Linked DNA regions of Mus musculus: regions 2, 3, 4 and 5 are each linked to region 1. Evidence: chromatin contacts called from public Hi-C data. All regions are on one chromosome and are shown on one strand. The core of a region is the stretch at or near the end of the contact, and the rest is flanking DNA. Distances in the headings are between cores, read along the strand shown.

The links. Hi-C and Micro-C count contacts between places; a contact is called where the count stands out from the background.
Region 2: a contact with region 1 is called in a Hi-C map of regulatory T cells, with 9 times the contacts expected there. The contact joins the promoter of Actl6a here to the promoter of 1810062G17Rik in region 1. A contact is called at or near these places in 3 of 484 Hi-C or Micro-C datasets (CD4 T cells and regulatory T cells).
Region 3: a Hi-C map of CD8 T cells shows a contact between it and region 1, with 5 times the contacts expected there. The contact joins the promoter of Mfn1 here to the promoter of 1810062G17Rik in region 1. A contact is called at or near these places in 3 of 484 Hi-C or Micro-C datasets (CD4 T cells, CD8 T cells and uterus).
Region 4: a contact with region 1 is called in a Hi-C map of regulatory T cells, with 3 times the contacts expected there. The contact joins the promoter of Ndufb5 here to the promoter of 1810062G17Rik in region 1. A contact is called at or near these places in 1 of 39 promoter capture datasets (pre-B cells) and 3 of 484 Hi-C or Micro-C datasets (CD4 T cells, CD8 T cells and regulatory T cells).
Region 5: a contact with region 1 is called in a Hi-C map of B cells, with 5 read pairs. The contact joins the promoter of Larp1b here to the promoter of 1810062G17Rik in region 1. A contact is called at or near these places in 4 of 484 Hi-C or Micro-C datasets (B cells, CD4 T cells, CD8 T cells and 1 more).

Annotation. Positions count from the first base shown.
Region 1 is chr3:36,473,278-36,477,383 of GRCm38.p6, reverse strand. It overlaps 1810062G17Rik (RIKEN cDNA 1810062G17 gene), which reads right to left and starts at 1,447. Exons shown (of 3, transcript NM_028183.1): 1 at 1,145-1,447. The coding sequence starts at 1,249. Anxa5 (annexin A5) reads left to right here and starts at 1,497. Exons shown (of 13, transcript NM_009673.2): 1 at 1,497-1,811; 2 at 1,924-1,954. The coding sequence starts at 1,952. Mir7009 (microRNA 7009) reads left to right here and starts at 1,860; the gene lies at 1,860-1,923.
Region 2 is chr3:32,707,178-32,711,212 of GRCm38.p6, reverse strand. It overlaps Actl6a (actin-like 6A), which reads right to left and starts at 2,667. Exons shown (of 14, transcript NM_019673.2): 1 at 2,333-2,667. The coding sequence starts at 2,357.
Region 3 is chr3:32,527,960-32,532,314 of GRCm38.p6, reverse strand. Mfn1 (mitofusin 1) reads right to left here and starts at 2,833. Exons shown (of 18, transcript NM_024200.4): 1 at 2,620-2,833; 2 at 299-417. The coding sequence starts at 410.
Region 4 is chr3:32,734,416-32,738,953 of GRCm38.p6, reverse strand. It overlaps Ndufb5 (NADH:ubiquinone oxidoreductase subunit B5), which reads right to left and starts at 1,891. Exons shown (of 6, transcript NM_025316.2): 1 at 1,749-1,891. The coding sequence starts at 1,872. It overlaps Mrpl47 (mitochondrial ribosomal protein L47), which reads left to right and starts at 2,199. Exons shown (of 7, transcript NM_029017.2): 1 at 2,199-2,312. The coding sequence starts at 2,215.
Region 5 is chr3:40,948,643-40,952,975 of GRCm38.p6, reverse strand. Larp1b (La ribonucleoprotein domain family, member 1B) reads right to left here and starts at 2,326. Exons shown (of 10, transcript NM_001040399.2): 1 at 2,292-2,326.

The DNA.
Region 1 (4,106 bases), core at 198-2,697:
TCTGAGGAAGCCGACCCTCACCAGACCCTGAATGTGCAGAGCCTTGATCTTGAATTTTCCAGCTTCCAAACAGCTGAGAAATAAAATTCTATTGCTTGTAAGAAACCAAGTTACAGCATCTCGTGCTTTCTTTCACAGTGTGCCCTCTCCTCAGTGCTACGCTATATTTAGAATATTAAGGTAGGCCATTTTATGAATGTCTCCTAGGTGCTCAGAACACTCAATAGCATTCAGTCAGGCTTCCTTCCCTCTAGTAGGAAAGGCTTCTGAAAAGCCTTCTTGGGAAATAGTGTTCCTCTGCCCTCTCATGCATGAGCTCTGCCTTTCAACACGGAAAGTCAGCTTGCTCCTCCAGACTGGGGTCCAGGTGAATAAGCTAATTGTAATAGGATGTAAAGGCAACATTTGCTGGGGAAGATCAAAGGTCTGGGTCTAATAATTTATGTTACTCCTTGGCTGCAGGGCGGATCACTAGTCACTGCCAGCCGTAAGGCAGTTTTCCACAGCACTGTTAAACAGGCTTCTGCGGTCTTAACTCCAGAGAAGGAGGACACGGAGTTGAGTAGATGTAAGAAAAAAAAATACTTAGGTCAAAGACTGAAGGAGATGCTAGTAGAAAGAAAGTAGATAAGTGTGAGCGACTGAGAGATAGGTGGGCCTTAAAGGAATGCGGGGGCGAGGAGGCAGGGAAATGGTTGCATCGAAGTCATAACCGTACTTGAAGGGTCAAGTGAGAGGATCCCTTAGTGTAGGCAAACAAAACAAAACAAAACAAAAACCAAAGTAGTCTAGAAATTACAATTCCCTGGGAGAGGTGCTGGAATGTCTAAGGCTGTGGGAGCGGCTAGGTCCCCAGAGAAGGGGGCGCATGAACAGGAAAAGCAATAGGACAAGGGTACACAAGGGAAAATGGCAGGCTTCCCCTCCTCAGCGGCAGTTTTGTCTGCTTTTCCAGAAAACCATCAGTCTACCTATCAGGGCCAGACTCAGCATGTGGCAAGGCTCCCCCAACCCCCACCCTCGGTTAGCTTCTTCTTGCTCAAAAACCTGATTTTGATCCTTCTAGAACATCCGCGATCCTTTTGCAGCGTCTTTAGGCCTGGGGGCGGGCGGGGGGGGGGCGGGGAAGCTCCATCTTAGTCACCTTGCACCTGGGGTCTTTGAAGTTACAGGCTGAGTTTGGAAGTGAAACCATTTCCGCTCTGAGGCTTTGACACTGCCAGGTACAGCTCTTAAAAGAGCTGCCCATCAGCTACACGGACATCCAGAGGCAAACACTAGCACGAAACACTTGGAAAGCAGTCTGGAAAAGGTCCTCACTGTCCCATGCTTAGAGTGCGGTGCAAGACGCTGTGAGGTGCCGCTGTGACAGTCCCTAACTCTCTAGACACACCCAGACCCCTGGGCCTGCAGCGCCTCCAGCGTAGCGAAGAGTGAGCGAAAAGCCCCACGCAGGCGCAGGAGCATAGAGGCTAGGACGTGGCAGGGCGTGTCCTGATGGGGGCGCGGCCCGGGCTGGGACCTAATTAGGGAGGTGGCCATGGTAGGGGGGTGGCCTTGTCTGAGGAAAGTACCGTATCCAGGGATGTGGCAGCTGCCTGGGACAAGGCGGGGCTTATAGTGCAGCGTCTCTGGGGGCGGGACCCTGGTGGGTGTGTGATCTTGGCAGGGGCGTGGCGTGGCGGGGCCAGGTCGGGCTAGGCTGGGCTGCCCAGGGCGTTTCCGTTGCACGGAGTTGTGAAGAGTACTGCCTTGTCCTTTGGCGTGTGCATCGGTCCTGCTCTCACCCGCAGCCTGCGCTCTACTGCCTGGTAAGTGGCCGTAGTCCCGGGAGCGACTCCTCCACCAAGGGCTCAGGGCCCTTTTGGGGTCAGGGGACCAGAGCTCCAGTGACCCTGTCTCTCTTTTCCCCTCTCCCTGCAGCTCCAGTCCACTCCTGACCGACAGCATCATGGTAAGCCGTGTGACCGCGACCAGGGCGATCGGGACCCTCTCTGAAGGCAGCTGCCTTCGCAGTCTCTTGGTTTTCGCCTTTCCCATCTGTGTCCCGCTCTGTGTCCTCTCTGTGACCTCTTGGGTGTCCCCCTCCGTGTGCGCTCTCCTGTTTTCTCCCTCGCCCCGGAGTGTCCGGAACCAGCCGGTGTTTCTCCCCGGTGCATGTGAATCAGGCCGCCCCAAATCCAGAGTTGCCAAAATTAGATCCGGAGCAGGAACAGTTCTCTTGGTCATGTGAGGAGAACGCCCTTTGGCTTCCCCTATTTTTTTATTTTTCCCGCAGTTTCCTGTGTTTGAATACTGGGTGTGCGTGGGCAATCTCCATGGTGCTTCAGGGGAGCTTTTTCCAGCGCAAGGCGCAACTTATTTAACAGGAACCGACTGTGCCTTTTCTTTCTCTTTTTCTGCTAAAGGCAGTGAACCAAAAAGCTGGGTTTCCAAAGTAATGAACTGGCAAAACGAGTTCTGAATTGAATTTGCCTTGGGATTCTTTCAGAAGTTGACTTCCGAATAGGTTTTTGTTGTTGTCATTGTTTTAGGAGATCTCTTAGTATTTTTCAAGACTGTAGCAAAGAAAAGTTGATTTTTGTTTTGTTTTGTTTTGTTTTCCAAGCTAGGGTTCCTCTGTGTTGCCTTGGCTGGCCTCGAACTCACAGACTGCCTCTGCTGAGGGCTAGAACTAAAAGCCTTCACCACCACCGCCCAGCGTATGTAGTAATTTTTCAAAGCTGGTCATGTGAAGAAGTTATCATACCTAAAATATTCCGCCCTGAGGCAAAGTGGTTATACCTGGAATCCCACATCTTGGGAGGTAGAGGCAGGAGGATCAGGAGTGAAAGATCATCTTTGGTCATCAAGGGCCTTGGCTTTAACAGGCGGCCTCAACAAACAAAACAACAAAGCTTTCATCCTGAATGAAACTAATTTAATCTTGCCAATGTGACTGACCTGTTCAGAGTCTGGACAATCTTTTAAATAAGTGTTTCAGCCTACTCAGTGTGCCTGAAAACACACACACACACACACACACACACACACACACACACACACTCACACACTCGATCTCTCTCTTCCTCTCCCTCCCTCCCTCCCTCCCTCCCTCCCTCCCTCCCTCCCTCCCTTCCTCCCTCTCTCCCCTTCCCCCTTCTTCCTTCCTTCCCTCCCTTCCCTCCCTCCTTCTCTCCTTCTCCCCCTTCTTCCCTCCCTCCCTCCCCCCCTCCCTCCCTCCTTCCCTCCTTTCCTTCCTCCCTCCTTCCCTCCTTCCCTCCCTCCTTCCCTTTCTCACCAGTTAACTAGCTTGCTTGCTTTAGTACCATTGGATAAGATTTCATGACTCTTCCCAAGAGGCTGTGGAGGGATTAAGATGATTTGGTAACGCTATTGAGTTTATACAGTGTACAGTGTTGCCATTCTCTGGGTTTGCACATGAATAGATAGTTTGCTCATATTACCTCAAGGGGACCTTGGATTTAGGTTCTTCAGCAATAAAGTGCATTTTTTTTTTTTTTTTGTGGGATTAGCTTTACTCCTCTGAGGAGTTTATTTTCATATGTTGGTGTGGTGATAGACATGGTGATTATCAAGCCTCATAGAACAACCCCTCCATCCTTGCCTATTTGGCTTACTCTTAAATAGCTTGTAAATTTCCCAGGGATGTCTCCAGTGTTTTGGTTTTGACAAGGTCCTGATGTGCAGCCCAGGTTGGTTTGGAAGGGTAGGCTTCCTCTTTCTGTGAGACCCCCTTGCCTCAGCCTCCCAAGCCCGGAAATGACAACCGTGCCACCGCAACCGTGCCACCGCAGCCAGCTTGCAGCTTCTCAATCAACTATTTTTCACTATATCCACTCTTTATAGGTAGTATTGGAAACACTGTAGCACGCTGAGCTTTTCAGTGGCTTTGTCAGTAATCTTTGGAAAGCACATAAGTAAACCACTTCCTTAAAATATCTCAGATTAGGGTAGTGTTTTGTATCTTGCATTTGGTGATACAGTATGCCCACCCACATTTTATAAGTGCTGTCCCTCCCTCTCCCTAGTGGTTTTGAGGACCAGATCTCAAAGAGTTCAGCCTGGCCTTGAACTCAATATGTAGCTGAGGATGACTTTGAACT
Region 2 (4,035 bases), core at 1,418-3,917, 3.8 Mb after region 1:
GAGCTAAGCTGCCTATTCAGGGAGGGAGGGCCAAGCTCAGATTGCAATCCCAGGAAGACTCTATAATGCAGCATCCAAATTGGGGCATTTTAACTTGGGTGGGGAACACCAGCTTTTAACGATTATACTAAAACAAAAAGCACAGGCAAAAAGTATAGTTACCCTACCATCACCAAATCAAAGTTCAAAGCTGAAACCAGAGGCTGAGAAAGCCCAGAGGCCATCTCTACAGGCACAAGATGTGTATAAATGACAGCAAGGGAATCTGGTGGCACAAAACAAATCAAACAAACAAACAAAGGAAAGAAAAATAAAAACCACCGAATACATCCTAGTACAATTTCATCAATTATGGGGAATTATGTTTTGTTTCATGAAATGAAGAAACACAGCAAAATATGAAAACTGCACAGCATGGAAATTAGAGTGTAATTTATACAGGCCAAGTAAAAAGCATTTAATGAACGTATCATTTAAGTTACACATTCCAGACTTTAGGAGACAGTTTAGTGGTAAGAAAAAAGCTGGCAATCTTTTTCAGTCTAATTTAGAGAAAAGCCTCCATGTATATTTTCCAAATACTTCACCCCAAACAGCAGGCCTCCTAGGATAATGCACTTGGGTTTCTCAGTACTGGTTTTTCAATGGGGTCCCCCTCAAAATTTAAAACACTAATCCTACTTACCTACATTACTCAAATGCTAAGGCCTTAAAAGTTCTTCTGTTTCTCTAGTTAAAGCCAATCTATGCCCAATCTACCCAGTTTGGTGCTAGTTACAAAGAGGCACCCAAAGAGAATCACAGAGCTATTTAGTTTAGACATACCCAGTTTGGAGAAATTCCTAGTTTAAAAGGAGATGCATATGCAACTGTTTGAATGAAAATGTCTCCTATAGACGCTGATATTTAAACATCTGGGCCCCAGTTGGTGGTGCTGTTTATGGAGGTTTAGAAGATGTGGGCCTTGATGTAGGAAGCTGTCACTGGGGGACAGGCTTTGAGTTTAAAGCCCCCACTATTTCCAGCTGCTTCATGCTTGAGGTTGGACACGTGAGCCCAGATTCCTGCCCCACCATCATGCCTGCTGTTAGCTGCCATACCTCTCTCAAACTGGACTCTTACCTCTCTGGAATCATAAGCTAAAGTAAACTCTTTCTTCTAGAAGCTGATTTTGTTTTTTTGTTTCTTGGTTTTTTTTTTTTTTTTAATCACAGCAACTGAAAAATGACTAATACACTATGTGAGATGGGTAATTTACTAACTTCTCTGCTACAGTTTAATCCGAAAAATGTATTTAATACTTACCTCATAGGATAGGATGACTAAATGCCTTGAATGTTTTAATGTATAAAGCACTTACAGTGCTGACAAACAATAAGCCGATAAATATTAGCTAACGGTAATTATTACTGTCACACTTCTTGCCAGGGAAAAGACTACCGTTCCTAGAGAAACTACTATAGTTTATTCTCAGAAAACCCTACACAGCAGTTAAAATGAGTGGGCACAGATCTACTGACTCAATGCAGATATAGATTTGTTAGTGTGAGGATACTATTTAACTCTTGATGGGTGCGTGTTACCTGTACACGGCAGAGAAAGGAATACCCCTGCCTCATCCCAGAAGCAATTTGCTCCCAATTTACAACGAGTCTTTAAACTTTGAGCTGGTTGTTTAACTCTTGCCAATATTTTTTTCTTCGTTAACGTGAGGGATGGCAGCACCATCTCCTGTCAACATCCCCCCTAGAGGAGAGTCTCTAACTAGGTAACTACTCTTAAACAAAACAGTACTTAGAAGCCTTGTTTTCGTTATCGCCGATCTAGAAAAGGCTCCCGCCCAGCCGGACAGGAGAACTGCAGCCTGTACCTCAGGGATCCGCTCATCTGGGGACCGAGCACGCCTGGAACGATGTCCAGGCTGTAGTGGCTGCTGAAGGACCCAGAGCAGCAGCCGCAACACCGGGCGCCACTCGCACCCAGTGCCAACCCCGGGGGCCCGGAACCTCCGCGAGCTGCCCGGGACCAACGCGCGGCGGAACCGGTACAGTGAGGGACCCGGCGTGCCAGGGACTGCCATCAGAGCCCAGCCGGTAAGACGCGCCAAGGCCCTTCCTTGAGGCCATCTCGGAGCAGCGACGGGACAAGCCGGAAACCTATTGCGCGCCGGCCCGGGTCCGAAGAGAAGGAGAGGCCGTGGCCCATACGGGGACCGGAAGCACCGTCCAAAGACCGGAAGGGCCCGCCGAGGACCGGAGGGAAACGGAAGCGACTAGGGACCAGGCCGGTCGTTCCGGTCCGCACGCCCCGAGGCGCCGCTGCGCTCACTCACCTCCGCCGTACACGCCGCCGCTCATGGCTACTGTCTGGCGGGGACTGGCCGAAGACTACCGGACGAAAGATAACAGCGGCGTGACTCCTCTCCCTGAGAACGCCGGCCCCGCAAGCCTGCAACTTCCAACGCCGCCCCCTCCGGCAACAAAGCAGCGGCCGCACGCCCGCTGCACAGCCACTCTTGCTGGTTTCTCGTATCAACCAATGACAAAGGGTCCGGCTTAGTCATTAGCCAATCAGAGTGTGGCGCTGCTGCATCCCCGCGCGGTTTAGCCGTCTTAGCCAATGGAAGGCATCCGTAGGGGCAGGGAGAGGGAGAAGCGACAGAAGAAGGGAAGGTGTTGGGGTACGGGCAGGAGGGGGCGGAGCTTCGCGGGCGGGTGAGGTGGGTGGAGCTTCGCGAGCGGCCGGTAGGGTGGACCGAGCTTCCAGGAGCAAGGCGGGGGGAGTGGGTGGAGCTGTGCTTCGCGCGCGAATAGAGTAGGAGGAGTCTTAGGTGGGCGGGCGAGTGGGAGGGGCTTGGTGCAGGAGTGGGCCGGGTTTCGAGAGTGAGTTAATTAGGTACTGGGAATTAAGAGGCTTGCCTCAGGCCATCAACCGCTCTGGTTCTAAAGGATGGCTGCTCCCCAGGAGCCAAAGGAACTTGAGTGCAAGGAATCTGGAACTTGAGTTAGTTACCTGGGAGAGATCCCTGGCCTTTGATTGTGATGAATTCGGAATTTTTTTTTTTTTAAGCAGAAATACTTCAACTAACATTTATACTTGAAAAAGAAATGTGCACTTCACTTTGAATTAATCAGCAAATCAGATATAATAATAGGATCCATCATTTTAAACAATGGCTATTTATATTAAAAGACAGTACATTTTTCCAGCTAGATTTAGATAGCATTTAAAAATCATGACTTCAGTTTCTTTCATTTCTGTGAAAATCATTCACCAAGCAAGTGGAGCACTATTCAAGGAAGCACCCATTTGTAAATACCTCCCCAATCCGTGTCTACTGTTCTTAGTCTACATCTCTATCAGTGTCGCCCAGAACACTGTCTTTTCTTACCCCAAATTACTGCAACAATTTGTCCCTCTGCTTCTCTAGGCCTTAGATAGCCTGATCTATATAACCAAAGGCCCAAACCAGTCCTGCCATTCCAAAGCTCAAGTGTAATGTAGCTCTGTACCTGGTAGCAGTGCTTAAATTGAAGTGTCTAGGGTCTAGCTACATAGTGGCTACTTGTAACCTTAGGTGGGTTGAATAAACTCTCATCCATTTCCCTGCCATTAAGGTGGCAGGAATTGACCTGTCTGTCATAGGTTCAGGAATAACGCTAGTAAGAAAATGCTCTCCCGTTCACTTGACACTGTGTGCTGTGAGCTGACAGTGATGGTTTGGATTTGGGTTTTTTGAGAGAAAGTCTCACTGTGTAGGCCAGGCTAGTCTCCAAGTTGTAATCCTCCTGCCTCTGCCTCCTTGTACTGGAATTATAGGCACATGCCACCGTGTGTGTATTACTACATTTTAAATGATTCAAAAACAGTTTTAAGAATACTATGATACTCCCATGTCAGAAACCTTGTGCTGTGTTTTACTGGAGCATAGCCAAGCTTATTCACAGCTGTGCCTGAGGTGATGTGTCTGGTTAAGATGTAGAGCACATTACTGCCAAGTGACCTGTGGGAGGGGTTGCTTACTTCTCAATGTAT
Region 3 (4,355 bases), core at 1,584-4,083, 3.9 Mb after region 1:
TACTGTAAAACACTCAGACTAGTACCTTACTCTTTTCTTAACTGTGAAATTGTTTTCACTCACTATGGCATAGTTCCCAGAATGCAGAACAATGTGAATTCCACAACTAAGCCTGAGCAGGTCACATACCTGTGTGGATGCAGAGGCAAGTGGAACAGAGTTTAAAGCCATTGGAAGCTACACAGCCATTTCAAGGCAAGTCTGATCTCAAAAGGGTAAAATAAAAAACTGAAGTGGAAATAATAAAGCACCTGCGTACACTTTCAACAGTAACCTTACTAGTTTAAGAGGTACCCACCTTCAACAAAATGTGAGCCCTCAGTAACAAACTCCAGTAACTGGCCGAAGATTGCAGTGATGGCTTTCTTTGCCAGCACAAAGTGCTTCAGTGGAGATACCGTTTCTGCCATTATGCACCTAGGTTGAGAAAAAGGTTAGAAAAGCAATAATTAAGCCGGGCGTGGTGGCGCATGCCTTTAATCCCAGCCCTTGGGAGGCAGAGGCAGGCGGATTTCTGAGTTCGAGGCCAGTCTGGTCTACAGAGTGAGTTCCAGGACAGCCAGGGCTATACAGAGAAACCCTGTCTCGAAAAACCAAAAAAAGAAAAAAAAAAAAAAAGAAAAAAAAGAAAAGCAATAATTAGCCTGTGGATGACAAATGCCTGGAGTCTCAGCTACTGGGGCAGGCTGAGGCAGGGGGTGCACTCACACCAGGAAGTCCAGTTTTACCTGGACAATGCGACATAGCAGGGCTTTCCTCATCTCCAAAGCTCTACTTAAACTTAACAATGAGGGGCTTGAAGACGTGATTCAGCAGTTAAAGAGAACTGGCTGCTCTTCTAGAGGACCCAGTTCTATTCCCAGCACCCACATGGCAGTTCACAACTGTCTTAAGACTCAAGTTCCAGGGGTTCTGATGTCCTCCTCTGGCCTCCACAGACACAGGTACACACATGGTACACCAAAATTTGGTTGCATATATATGCAATCAAAATACCCGTACACATTTAAAAAAAAAAAAAAAAGCTGAATGATAAAGGTGTGGTGTTACACACCTGTGATCCCAGCCAGGAGGAGGCTGAAGCAGGCCAGCCTTGGTAAACCTTGTTCAAAACGAAAAACTCAAAATCTCTCAAAACAGTTCAGGTGGAGGAGACTAAGTTCAATCCTCCAGAAACCAAGTGGTTGAAGGAGAGAACCAACTCCAGCAAGTTGTTCTCTGCCTCCAAACACCAACTGTGAAAGTCTACCGCTTCCACATATAAGTTAAATATAATTTTAAAAACCATATGAAAACAGGGCAGTGGTGGCGCATAGTCCCAGCACTCAAAGACAGCTGGATGTCTGTGAGTTCAAGACCAGCCTGGTCTACAGAGCAAGTTCCAGGACAGTCAGGGACACACAGGGAAACCCTGTCTCAAAATCAAACAAATAAAAAACAAAAACAAAAACAAAAGAAGAAGAAGAAGAAGAAGAAGAAGAAGAAGAAGAAGAAGAAGAAGAAGAAGAAGAAGAAGAAGAAAGAAGAAATGAAATGTGCATGCCTCCAGGGCTAGGCAGATGTCTCAGTGCTTTAAAACACTTGTTGCTCTTCAGAAGGACTTAAATTGGTAGCTCACAACCACCTGTAACTCCAGTTCCAGGGGATCTTATGCCCTATTCTGACCTCAAGGGCACTGCGCAGAAACTGTGGTGAAACATGCATCCGTATATGGAAGAAAAACATACACATTAAAAAATCTAAAAACAGAGCAAACATTTAAAATCATGCTTAGTCTGATACCTGCTAGTTCATGCCTCAATTTCCTAATAGCAAAAAATTAACCTGGCCAAATAGATAAAATACTTTTTAGTATTATTTATTTATTTACAGAAACCATGTTAGTCAGAAACCAAAGATTACTCTCGAGTGATCTCCCATTAAAAAAAGAGAAATTTGCCTCCTGTCATGTTACCTGTAATTCAGTTACTCAGGAGTGTCACACAGGAAAAGCTGAAAATTCAAGTCTACAAGAGGCAACAGAGTGAGATCAAGGCTTGCCTGGGTCTCTCAGTGACACTCAGTTTAGAAACCGGTTTAGGGATACAATGGCATTTGCCTAGCATGGGAGACCTGGGAGGGGCTCAATCTTCAATCCTGGAAGAGTAGATATGTAAATAAATGTAAAATCGGTAAAAGCTAGTAACAAAAATCTTGGTTGTAATCCCTAATTTATTTTCCTCGAGTGAAGATGAAACTAGTTTAGCTAAACTAAGTTTCCCAGTTAGCGAAGAAAATAAAAGAATGCCCAAGTCTTAATGCAGTACAGACACCAAGAAGGTAGCAGCTTTCGTCACAATTACGGAGTCAAGACTTAAAGAAGGCATGAAGGAAGGCTTCAAGCCAAAGTCCCCAAACTTAAAGGAATGTTGAATTTAAAGTAAAAGACGTTCTACCTGGAAGCTCCTATGAAAAGCCACCAAAGACAAGCACACGCTAACGCTGGTGTGCGTGAAAAGAAGCGCCGTGGCCACCAGGAGGGTGGCTCCCTCCGGAATCCTGAACTGACGGCGCGGAGGAGGTGCGTGGGGAGAGGAAGCCGCGTGGGCCGAGAGCCTGCCCAGCCGGGTGGATTCCTACCTGGACAGGGCCTTCCCTCAGGCTGGCCGCCCGTCGCCCTTGCCCGGCCCGCCGCCCCGGCCCGTCAGGGCGCTCGCGCTGCGCCGGTCCGGAGCTCGAAGGTCACCCCGGACGTCGCCACCCGCCAGCGGACACTCACTCCGTCCCTGCTCCCCACTGTCACCCAGCAACCACAGCTCCGCCACAGCCCCCTGGCTGTCTCATCCTCCCGAAAGAGGGGAGGTGCCCAGAGGAGGGGCTAGGGGCGGCTACTTCCGGCGCTTCGGATCTCCTATTGGCTGACGCTTCGAGACCAGAACTGCATATATTGCGGGCGCCATTTTCCTTCAGGGCTGAAGGCGAGGTTTGTTTTGGGCAGGAGTTCTTATTAACCACTGGGCTGTTTTCTGTTCCACCTTCCAACTCCTCCCCTTGGTTTTTCCCTTCAGAGTTTTCAAAGCTCAAAGGCGCCAAGTGTGAAAAGATGTCCATGGTTATCTGAGGGTGTAGGGGGAGAAGTACCCCAAAACCACATAGATGTTTATCATGCGGGGGGGGGGGGGGGGGTCGTCAAAACTTTGACTTTTCCAATTGCTCTGGTCTTGATTGGTTTTCTGGGGTTACTGGAGTGAGCTGTGTGTGTCTACTTACTGTAAGAGGTATTACTCAAGAAAATTAATTGTTCATGATTTAAACTTTGTTAGGAATCACCTGGGAATCTTGTTAAACCATTGATTGATTGATCGAGGGTGAAGCCCAAGGACTCTACATGTTCCACCTTCCAAGAGAGGTTTCACAGCATGTGTCCTGAGAGGTTCTTTACAGAGTTAGCAAATGAGATGCTTTTGCCAGGGAAGCCCCTTTATCCATATGAATGGCAGCTACCTCATCTATAAAATACTAAAAATGCCTACTTCATGAATTGTGGGAAAGTAAATGGGTTAGGGTGTAAAGTGCTTAAAACATTGATGGGCACCTGCAAAAGTTGGATAAATAAAAATAAAAGTTGGATAAAAAAGTTGGATAAATACAGTGAATGAGATCATTTCAGACTATGACTGCTATTATGGGGGGGGGGGGAGATCAGGACAAGAGGATAGAGTGAAGAAAAATGAGCAAGGTGGAGCCAAAGAGGTATGTGTTTTCTGAAAGGATGTCATTTCTCAGGTCATTTCAGGACTGTTACTGGGAATATCTGGAGAAAAACTGTCCAAGACACATAGGAAGGACAGTGCTAAAATGGATGAGTTAAAAAAACAAGCATGAGCTGGGCGTGGTGGCACACACCTTTAATCCCAGCACTCGAGAGGCAGAGACAGGCAGATTTCTGAGTTTGAGGCCAGCCTGATCTACAAAGTGAGTTCCAAGACAACCAGAGCTATACAGAGAAACCCTGTCTCCAAAAAAAACAAACAAACAAACAAACAACAACAAAAAACAAAACAAAACAAAACAACAACAAAAAGAACTCACAAACCCGCTGTCACAGCCTCCCAAGTGCTAGAATTCAGATCTGTGCTCTCACTCTGCCTAAATTTGAAGATTTTTGTTTTGGGTTGTTTTTTGGAGACAGTGTCATTTTATATAGACAGTCCTGGGTCCTGGAACTCACTATGTAGAACAAGTTAGCCTTGGACTCACAGAGATCCAATGCCTTTGCCTCCCAGGCCAGATTTTTTAAAATGATTTTTTTCTTTTTGAGACAGGGTTTCTCTGTGTAGCCCTGGAACTCACTCCATAGACCAGGCTGGCCTTGA
Region 4 (4,538 bases), core at 642-3,141, 3.7 Mb after region 1:
TTGTATTTCATCAGCAGTACCAAAGAAATAAGCAAATAAAATAAAGGGTAAATTTAATGCTGTGTGTATTTTCTAATTTAGGTGCATGGTGCTAAAAATGTCTCCTACTCAAAGGGCTTCACAACTACTCTGTAAGGTATCTCCGTCAATCAGATGGTCATCTTCCGGAAAAGGAAATGAAGATCATGACCAAGTGCCTTCCACTTTAGCTCCCAGTAGGCGTTGACTCAAGGTCATAGAGCTCTTAAATTCTGCAGCCAAGATTTGAATCTCGGCAGCCCAGCTCCAGAAAAAGAAGATGGGAGAGGGGCCTAGCCATCTTGTTGGGCTGCCCAAGGAACTGGTGGAAGAGAGGAAAACCTTCAGGGAGCAATGGCAGACTCATAAGCCAGTGAAAGCTGCGACAGTCAAACAGTCGCTCTTGGAACAGCCTCGAGTAGGCCCTCCCTGTTCTCTCTGGACAGGACATCGGCTCCCCGTGGTTCTCTCGGAACTGCAGGAGTGAGAAATAGTCCAGGAAGAGAGGGACCACGGAGTCTCAGCTCAGCTCAGCTAGACTACAGTCAGCACTTCTGGGGAAGGGTTCAAGGGATCTCTACTTGTGTATCTGAGGATATTTACAATAAAAAAGTGATGTCAAAAGGATATGACCAAGAAGTGTCAGCACATGGAGTCTGCCTTCAGTGTAAATTCCTGCTGGGTATTTTAAATGCACTGATCCTTTCCAGCATGTTCCAGAAGGTCCCTATGCATACTGCCTCAATATAATAGGCTTTAGGGCAATTTGTGTGTGTGTCTTTCTCTATATTAGACAAGGCAAATTGTATATCTCTAACCAAGGCCCTCTCTATGACTGTCCTGAGACCTGAGCTCTTTACCCCTCTTAGGCTCCTTTCTAAGAGAACAGTGGTTCTCAACCTTCCTAATGCTGCAACCCTTTAATGCAGTTCTTTGTGTTGTGACCTCCAACTATAAAATTATTTTCACTGCTACTCCATAACTGTAATCTTGCTACTGTTATGGGTCACAATGTGAACATCTGTGTTTTCCTACGGTCTTAGGTGACCCCTATGAAGGGGTCGCGACCCGCAGGTCATATGAAAAGCATGACTGCATTAACATACAGCAGATACAATCTGGGCTGAACCCAACTTTACACATTCACTCGCACTAGTCTTTTAAAAAAAAAAACAAACATAAAATATTTTCGTGGCCTTCTATGATGTTGTGAGGTCCACGGACACAGTTATTACCGTGCCTAACGGGCCTGTCACCTGGAGCCTTTTTACACTCGTGCCTAGGAACACCATGACAGCCTTCACTTCAGTGCGCTTCTCAGCAACTTCCTATCTGCGGGTTGGAACCAGCTGCAGGTGCCACGCACCCTGATTCTGCCCTGAGCCCAGCGACGCAGTGCAAGCCTGCAATCCCAGCCCTCGGGAGCCGGGACAAGTGCAGCCTCGGATCCCCGAGACCCTGTCTCAACAACGAAGTGTGTGCAGTTGCCCTTGGAGACGCGGGCAGCAGCTCCATGCCTGCCTAGCCTGGCAGCGAGGGAGCAGCGCCCAGCATGGCGTGGCAAGGCGCTTCGCAAACGCTGAGCTTAAACAAGGCCATCCGATCTGCAGCAGCTCTTCACACGAGAGCCCCAGGCCGACTTTGTCCCCGCTCTCTCCCTCGGAGGTCCCCAAGGTCACCTGGAAACAGCCCTCCCACCTCTCACCCGCGTCTCCGAGGCCGCCACCCACCGACAGTCTTCGGAAAGCTCCGCGTGAGAAAACTTCCGACTCCGAGTCTAGGACCAGCGCGGCGGCAAGACAGCGCTGTCAGCGCGGAGACCGAAGCCCGCTGCAGCAGGCTCATGGCCGCCATGGCTACACCGGCCACGGAAGGAAGTGGGGAGGGCTAAGGGAGCCGGGAGGGACAATCCACCAGTGAGGGCGAACGCTAGAGGAGGCCATATTGAGTGAGGGCAGCGGCCCGTTCCTGCGAGCTTCACAGGCAGGCGCTGGCGGACAAAAGTGACGACATTGTAGGTGGGGCGCCCAAAGAGAGCCCTGTAAACTCTATGGCAGACTTGGGAGATTGAAGCGAGAGCCGTGGGAGCGGCCATGTTTAGTAAGGGCAAAGCCTGTTCCTGTTTGCTTCACTTGCCTCACGCCGCCAGCGGAAGTGACCTCGTGGACACCGACACTGTGGGTCTCCATTAGAAACATGGCTGCGACCAGTCTAGTGGGTATTTGTAGAAGAGCCTCAGCGTTCCTGAAGGCAGCTTGTTCCCTAGTAAATCCCAAGGACGCTGCTCACTCGGGGTAAGTGGTGAGAGAAGAAATGACTGCCTCCGCCTTTGGGCGCTTCTTGCAGGATGCAACAGAGCTCTAGACAGGCCACCGCGGAGGCAGAGAGCGTGACCTTGCAGTCGCCTATCCTGGCGCACTAGTCCTCCTGCGTTCTGTCGCCGCGGGCGGTGGGAGCATCCGCTGCTCGGTGCTTCCTCGGACTCGCAGTGTCCTGGGGCTGGGTCGGTTGGGAGGGAGGTTTCCGAGGAGTCCTGAGCTGTGAACGGAAGGCTTCCCTCGGCGTCTTTGTACACAGATTGTCCGGCAGATGTTAAGTGATGAGCGTAGCTACGGCAACAGAAGCTGCGTCTGCGAGTGTGAGAATGACAGCTTACTCTTCACTGACACTTGCCAACAGGGAGCCGAGTTTTAGAAATAGTAGAGAGCAGATTAATTGAAGGAAGCAGTCTCTTCTATATTATTACACTAACTTTGCAAATTAGCTTTTTAAAACCTTGCAGAGTTGTAATTTGATCAGGGTGGCAAACTTGAATAAATGATTTCGTCTTCCATTATCTTGATCTGATGCCTTCCTTGACCTCTGACGGTATCAGGCACACACATGGTGCACATATATGCAGGGAAAACATTCAGATACATAAACCTTAAATTTGTTAATGAAATTATTTCAGTATGTGTGTGTGTGTGTGTGTGTGTGTGTGTTTTGTAAAAAATGAATACCTATCACTCAGAAAAGAGGCAAAATATTTTGAAGACAGTAAAACCAGTTATGCATTCATAGAACACATTGCCGTTTCTTTTTTAATGTTGCAGGTATACACTTGATTTTCCATCATTTCCCCAGGACAACAGAAACATTATTAGAGTAATAGTCAAAATATACCCTTAACCCATAGTAGCCAGTCATTGACAGTTGTCACATTTTTCAAGATCCCTGGATTTATGCTCTTTTTCTGCACTGTTGGACAGAGGTCAAAATTCAATCATAGACCCAAGGACATTGCCTTACTAAGTATGACCCTGTGGTCACACTGTGGAATACAGTGTTATTATTTAGCATATAATCCAAAATAAAAATAGGACTTGCTCTACTAATCCCTTCCCTTTTTTCTTTCCGCTTCATTGTCTCCATTCAGTTCCATTCTTTGCTTCAGGATCCAGTGAAGGATCATTTAGTGCAATAGTTGCCATTCGTCCAGTGTTTCTTTTTTCCTTTGTCATCACACTGGCAATTTGGGGTAGGATTTTGTTTTGTTTTGTTTTGCTTTGTTTATTTCTTCATAATTAGTTTCAAGTCAGGAGTCATGGACATAGCTCAGTGGTAGAGTACCTAGCATGCCTGAGGCCCTGGGCTTAATCCTCAGTACACAGGAAAACAAACATAAACTCCAGTCAAATACTCTTGGTTTGGAAGACAGCACTTGTGAAACATTTTACATTGTGTTTTAAGATCATTTTATCAGTTCATTAAGTGCTCTTAGAAACATAATTTCTAAATATATATATAATTATGCATAAGATTTTCATGCAGCTATAAAGCATGGTATGTTTATGTAACTAATGTAACTCTTTAATACCAAATTTAATGCCTTTGTAGATATCTTCACCGGTGAGCTCCTGCCTGTTGTGTCTGTGTCTATTGTGTAAAAGTTTCCAGACACAGAACTCCGGGATTAAAGGAGAGAGCATTGAGCCTTTTGAATGTTGCCACATTGACGTTCAGAATGGTTTTGATCTGTTCATAAATTTAGTTGCTACAGTGGAGGAAGCACCTAAAAACTGTTACTCTAAAATATAATTGTGGGGTCAGCAAGGTGGCTCAGGAGGTAAAAAGTGCTTGCCACTCAAGCCTGGTGACCTCGGTTTGAGCCAAGGAAGCTAAGCAGTAAAAACTGGGCGCAGTGACTGGGCGCATCTCCATCCAATTCCCGAATTCCTGGGCCCAGACGGGAGGGAGAGGAGGAGGAAGCACTCAAAAGCTCTCAAGCCCGCTATCCTGAGTACTCAGCACAGCAACATAAAAGCTCTCAGGCCTGCTATCCTGAATACTCAGCACAGCAGCATAAAAGAGAAAGACTGTGCCTCCATGAGGTGGAAGAGAACCAGCACTCCTGTTGTCTTCTGACCGCTACATGTGTGTCATGGCACGTGAAAGCACGTACTCACACACACATGCGCTAACAGTAAAAAGATAGACATATATAATTATGTACATCTGTTGTCTGAAACTATAGGGTA
Region 5 (4,333 bases), core at 1,077-3,576, 4.5 Mb before region 1:
TACAAGAATAATGCCAAAAGTCAACTAGCTAGTTAGTAATAACTATACTATCACCCATTTCTTTCAGCAGTACATTCCTTACACCACCACTCTAAGTTACCCATTAGACACTGTAGAACAGCTTAAGAGTCAGCACTGCCACCCTGCCACAGATCTGAGGAAAAGCATTCCCAGTACTGCAGTGACCCCAGGATGTAAGAGTTGTTAATACAGAAACATTGGTGCAACTAGAGCTCCTTTTGAATTTGAGAAAGGTCTGTCTACATAGCCCTGGCTGTCCTGAAACTAAGTAGTAGATTAGGCTGACCTTGAATTCAGAGATCCACTGCCATTCCCTCAAAAGTACTGGAATTAAAGGCCTGGCTTCTGATTTTCTGAGACCTTGGTCTTGAGTGTAATCCAGGCTGGCTTCAAGCTCATAATCCCCTTGTTGGAATTATAGGTATGGGCCACACTCCCAGTAAGTCACTGTATCCTTAATCTAAGGAGGACTGGAGATCCAAGGCACAAGTAGGTTAAACTGTCAAATATTTTTCCAAGTAATCTGCAATAAAATTCTTGGGGGGAGGGGCTAGAAAATCTGCACATACAGCTTGATGATAAAGCACTTGCCCAGCAAGCACAAAGCCCTAGGCTCATCCCCATGAGGGGGGAAAAGAATCTCCAGTTTCACTTTGAAACGTTTTAAAGTCTAGAAAACTGAGTTTATAAAAACTCGGAGCCAGGCGGTGGTGGCGCATGCCTTTAATCCCAGCACCCGGGAGGCAGAGGCAGGTGGATTTCTGAGTTCGAGGACAGCCTGGTCTACAAAGTGAGTTCCAGGACAGCCAAGGCTGTAAAGAGAAACCCTGTCTCCAAAAACCGAAAAGCAAACAAAACAAACAAACAAACAAAACAAAAACAAACACACAAAAAACTCGATTAATATTTCATAGTTCAATAAATATTATAATGCCTAGTACTCTGTGTAAATCTAGATATGGAGGGGTAACAGAGTGATCAACAGGTTTCTCTACGAAATTTTAAGAAGACTTGATATACCATGTTCTCTTCACTTATTTAGCAATGGTAGTAAACTGCTCTTTTCAGCAGGCCAGAATTGTACTAATACAAGATGGAGAGCAAAACTCAGTGCTTTTGTTTTGTTTTTCCTTAAGGTGTCAAAATTTAGTAAGAATTAATAAGGAGAGCAGAATGTCTATAATCCCAGTATCTTGAAGAAGACAGTGACGTGAGGATCAAGAATTCCACAACCCCCTGGGCTACACAAGTAGATAGTGTTTCAAAAAGCAAGCAAAATAACAAAAGCAAATAAGTTAGTGAGCATTTCTGCGTGCAAAACCTAAGAAACTAAATTGGTTCTGCGTGCAAAACCTAAGAAACTAAATTGGTTCAACATTTATCTCCCCCTACAGGAGAGATAAAACAATCACAATTGTACAGGATCCCTTCACCGCATTTGACCCTCACAACCCCATAAACATGCTCAAACTTCGGCTGTTCCACCAACTCTCCCCAGACCAGCGAAAACTTGCCAACAAAACAGCCGCAATTCCCACAGAAAAGTTCAGTTATTTTAGTGCAGTTTTATTAAAAAAAGAAAAAAAAAGAAAAAGGAGAGTTTTACTCAGCATTTCCATTCTAACTTTTTTCTTTTTGACTTCTCTTCGAACGCCTAATCCTCTACATCAATCGGCATACGCCACCAAATACAAGCCAGTCTTCATTTTACTTTCTAACTGCAGTTGCTGCAACCCAAATAAAGCCCCAAGGGCCATATTGCATGGGTCAGCATTCGAACGCAAAGGCACAACCCAATTGCTAACGCGCAGGCTACCGTGGGACCAGCTGTGCGATCCGGACTCTGAATCAACTGTCCTGTGTCAGGCATTCTGAAACACAACCACACAACCGCAAAAACACCTAATACCAGCTGCCTTCACAGCCACATCTACCTAGCAGCTTTTCGAGACTTTCGTTTCACCACCTCACTTCAGGAGCCAGCCCAATCGGACTTCCACTTACAAATCCGCTCGTCCCGACTCGCCTCTACTCTGTGTCAAGTTCCCGGAAACTTTTCCACGGTATTCACCGCGTCTAGGACGCCGACACGTGAAGGCACGAGCCCAGCACAGCCCCGCTGCCCAGTCACCCACGTCGTGCCCCTACCCGTCAAGGAGAACCTGAGGTCCCACCTCTTCCTGTCGCTCCCTCTCCTAGATGTCCATTTATGTAAATCGGCACGGTGAATGACACCTAGGAACCAAACACCTCCCGCGGACCGCACTCACCGGCCTCCGGGGAGTCCTGAGCGGGCGACGGCACGCCGGTGCCCACGGTGGACAGGTGCTGCGGCAGCTTCTTGGTCCACGGGTTCCCCTTTGGCGGCGGCGGCGGCGGCTTGTCCTCCGGGCCGGCTGCCGCTGGGTCCTCGCGGGCGTCCTCCGGTGGGTCCCGCGGTGCTGGCGGCGGCAGCGGCGGCGGTGGTGGTGGCGGCGGCGGAGGCGGCGGCGGCAGCGGCGGAGCCTCCCCGCCGAAGGGACCCCCGGGCGCACGCGCCTTGTGCGCCAGGTGCAGCGCCAGCGGCCTCACGGGCACGGCCGCTTGCGGCACGCTGTGTCCCAGCACGAGCGCCGGCGACGGCTCTCCCCGCGCACCCGCGCTGGTGGCGGCCGCGGCCCGCTCCTCCCTCGCCTCCTTGCCCTCCCGCTCGCCGGGCGCCGGCTGCTCCGCCCGCCGGCTCGTCGCTGCCAACAGCGCGTCCCGGTCTCCGGCCACGGCGGGCGGGTCCTCCCGGGTGGCAGCGGCGGGCACCGGGGCGCGAGCGGACATGGCCGGCCCCTGGCCCCAGCCTCCTGCCCAGCCGGGGGCCGTCCGGGTCCAGGGAGCCCGGCCGCCCCTCTCTCCACACGGGGGCACCGACCCGCTTCGGTCCTGGGACGCGGAACCCGCCCGCCGAGGCGTGCAGCGCCCGGCGTGCCCGTCCTCCCCGCCCGCCGAGCGGAGCGCTAACCGCCCGCCGCCTGGCCTCGTCGCAGCGCACGGCCGGAGCTCGCCACTCGCGCCGGGCGCGCCCGAGCCGCGAGCCCTCAGCGGGCGCGGGCGACAACGCGGCGCTCCAGCCAGTCTGAAGGATCTCTGGCGAGCTGCGGAGGCGCGCGCGGCCTGAGCCGGTAACTGTCCCTGAGGGCGGGGCATGCAGAGGGCGAGGCAGCCAGGGGCGGGGCGTGCAGAGGGCGAGGAAGGCTACTGGGCGGGGCGTACAGAGGGCGAGGAGGGCCAATGGGCGGGGTGGCCAGGTAGGCGGGGCGTTTATAGGCTGAGGCGGGCCGATGGGCTGGGCGTGCGGAGGCGGAGGCGTCCAAGAGGCGGGGCGCGCAAGGGGAAAGGCGTGCCAGTGGGCGGGGCGTGATGTAGGCAAGAGCCAAGATAATCAGCGTTCAGTAGGCCAGGTGCCCAAGGACCAGGGCGAGGGCCAGTCAGGGTGAGGGGCGGGGCGGGTAGAGGGCGAGGCAGGTTAGGGGGCGGGCACCCTGGAAAGTGACGTGGCCACTTGCGGGCATTCCCTAAACGCTGCGGGCGACCGCGGCCTGTGGAGTCTTCCCGAATGCGGCGGGCATGGTTTGATGAGAGCCCCGCCCTAGCGGATCGCGAGGATGAACCTGCTACGCTTGGGGAGCATCTTACGTCTGTGACCCAGGGACTAGGAGGACAATCTTCAGGAACCAGGAGGACCAGAAAGTCCATTTGCGCTAAGGTGAAACGCTTCAGGCTTTTCACGAGGGCGGGTCCTCAGGACCCAGGAAAAGTTTCCCAGTAACGATGTGGGCTCCAATAGGCACTCCTGATCCGGAGCCAAGTTCAAGTGAAGACCCAGCCTCGACATTACAAGAAGTGCACTTGTCGGTCCTGATTCTAACCTACAGACAACGAAATGATTCTTTAGTGCTCTTGAGTAAAACGAACACTAGACATTTCGCCACCTTTTTCATTTTTCATTTTTTTTCAGTGGGTTTTGATGTTTTCATCAAACTAAGTCTCCTGTAGCACAAGTTGACCTCGATCTCGAGGCTGGCCGTGAGCCTACCATTCTAGTCCAGGTTGCCCTGGAAGCCATCGATTTAGACCAGTCTGGTTCTGAACTCAAAGGAATGCACCTGCCTTAGCTTTTGAAATGGGATGACCAACAGGCATGCGTGCTACCCACCAGCTAGTCTTGAACTTTTTTTTTTTTTTAAGATTCTTTTAGAGTCCCTAAGGCTAGTATTAAAGCATAAGGACCACACCCAGTTGGCTTTGTACATTCACTCTGTCTAGATTTCTTTTTTTAGAT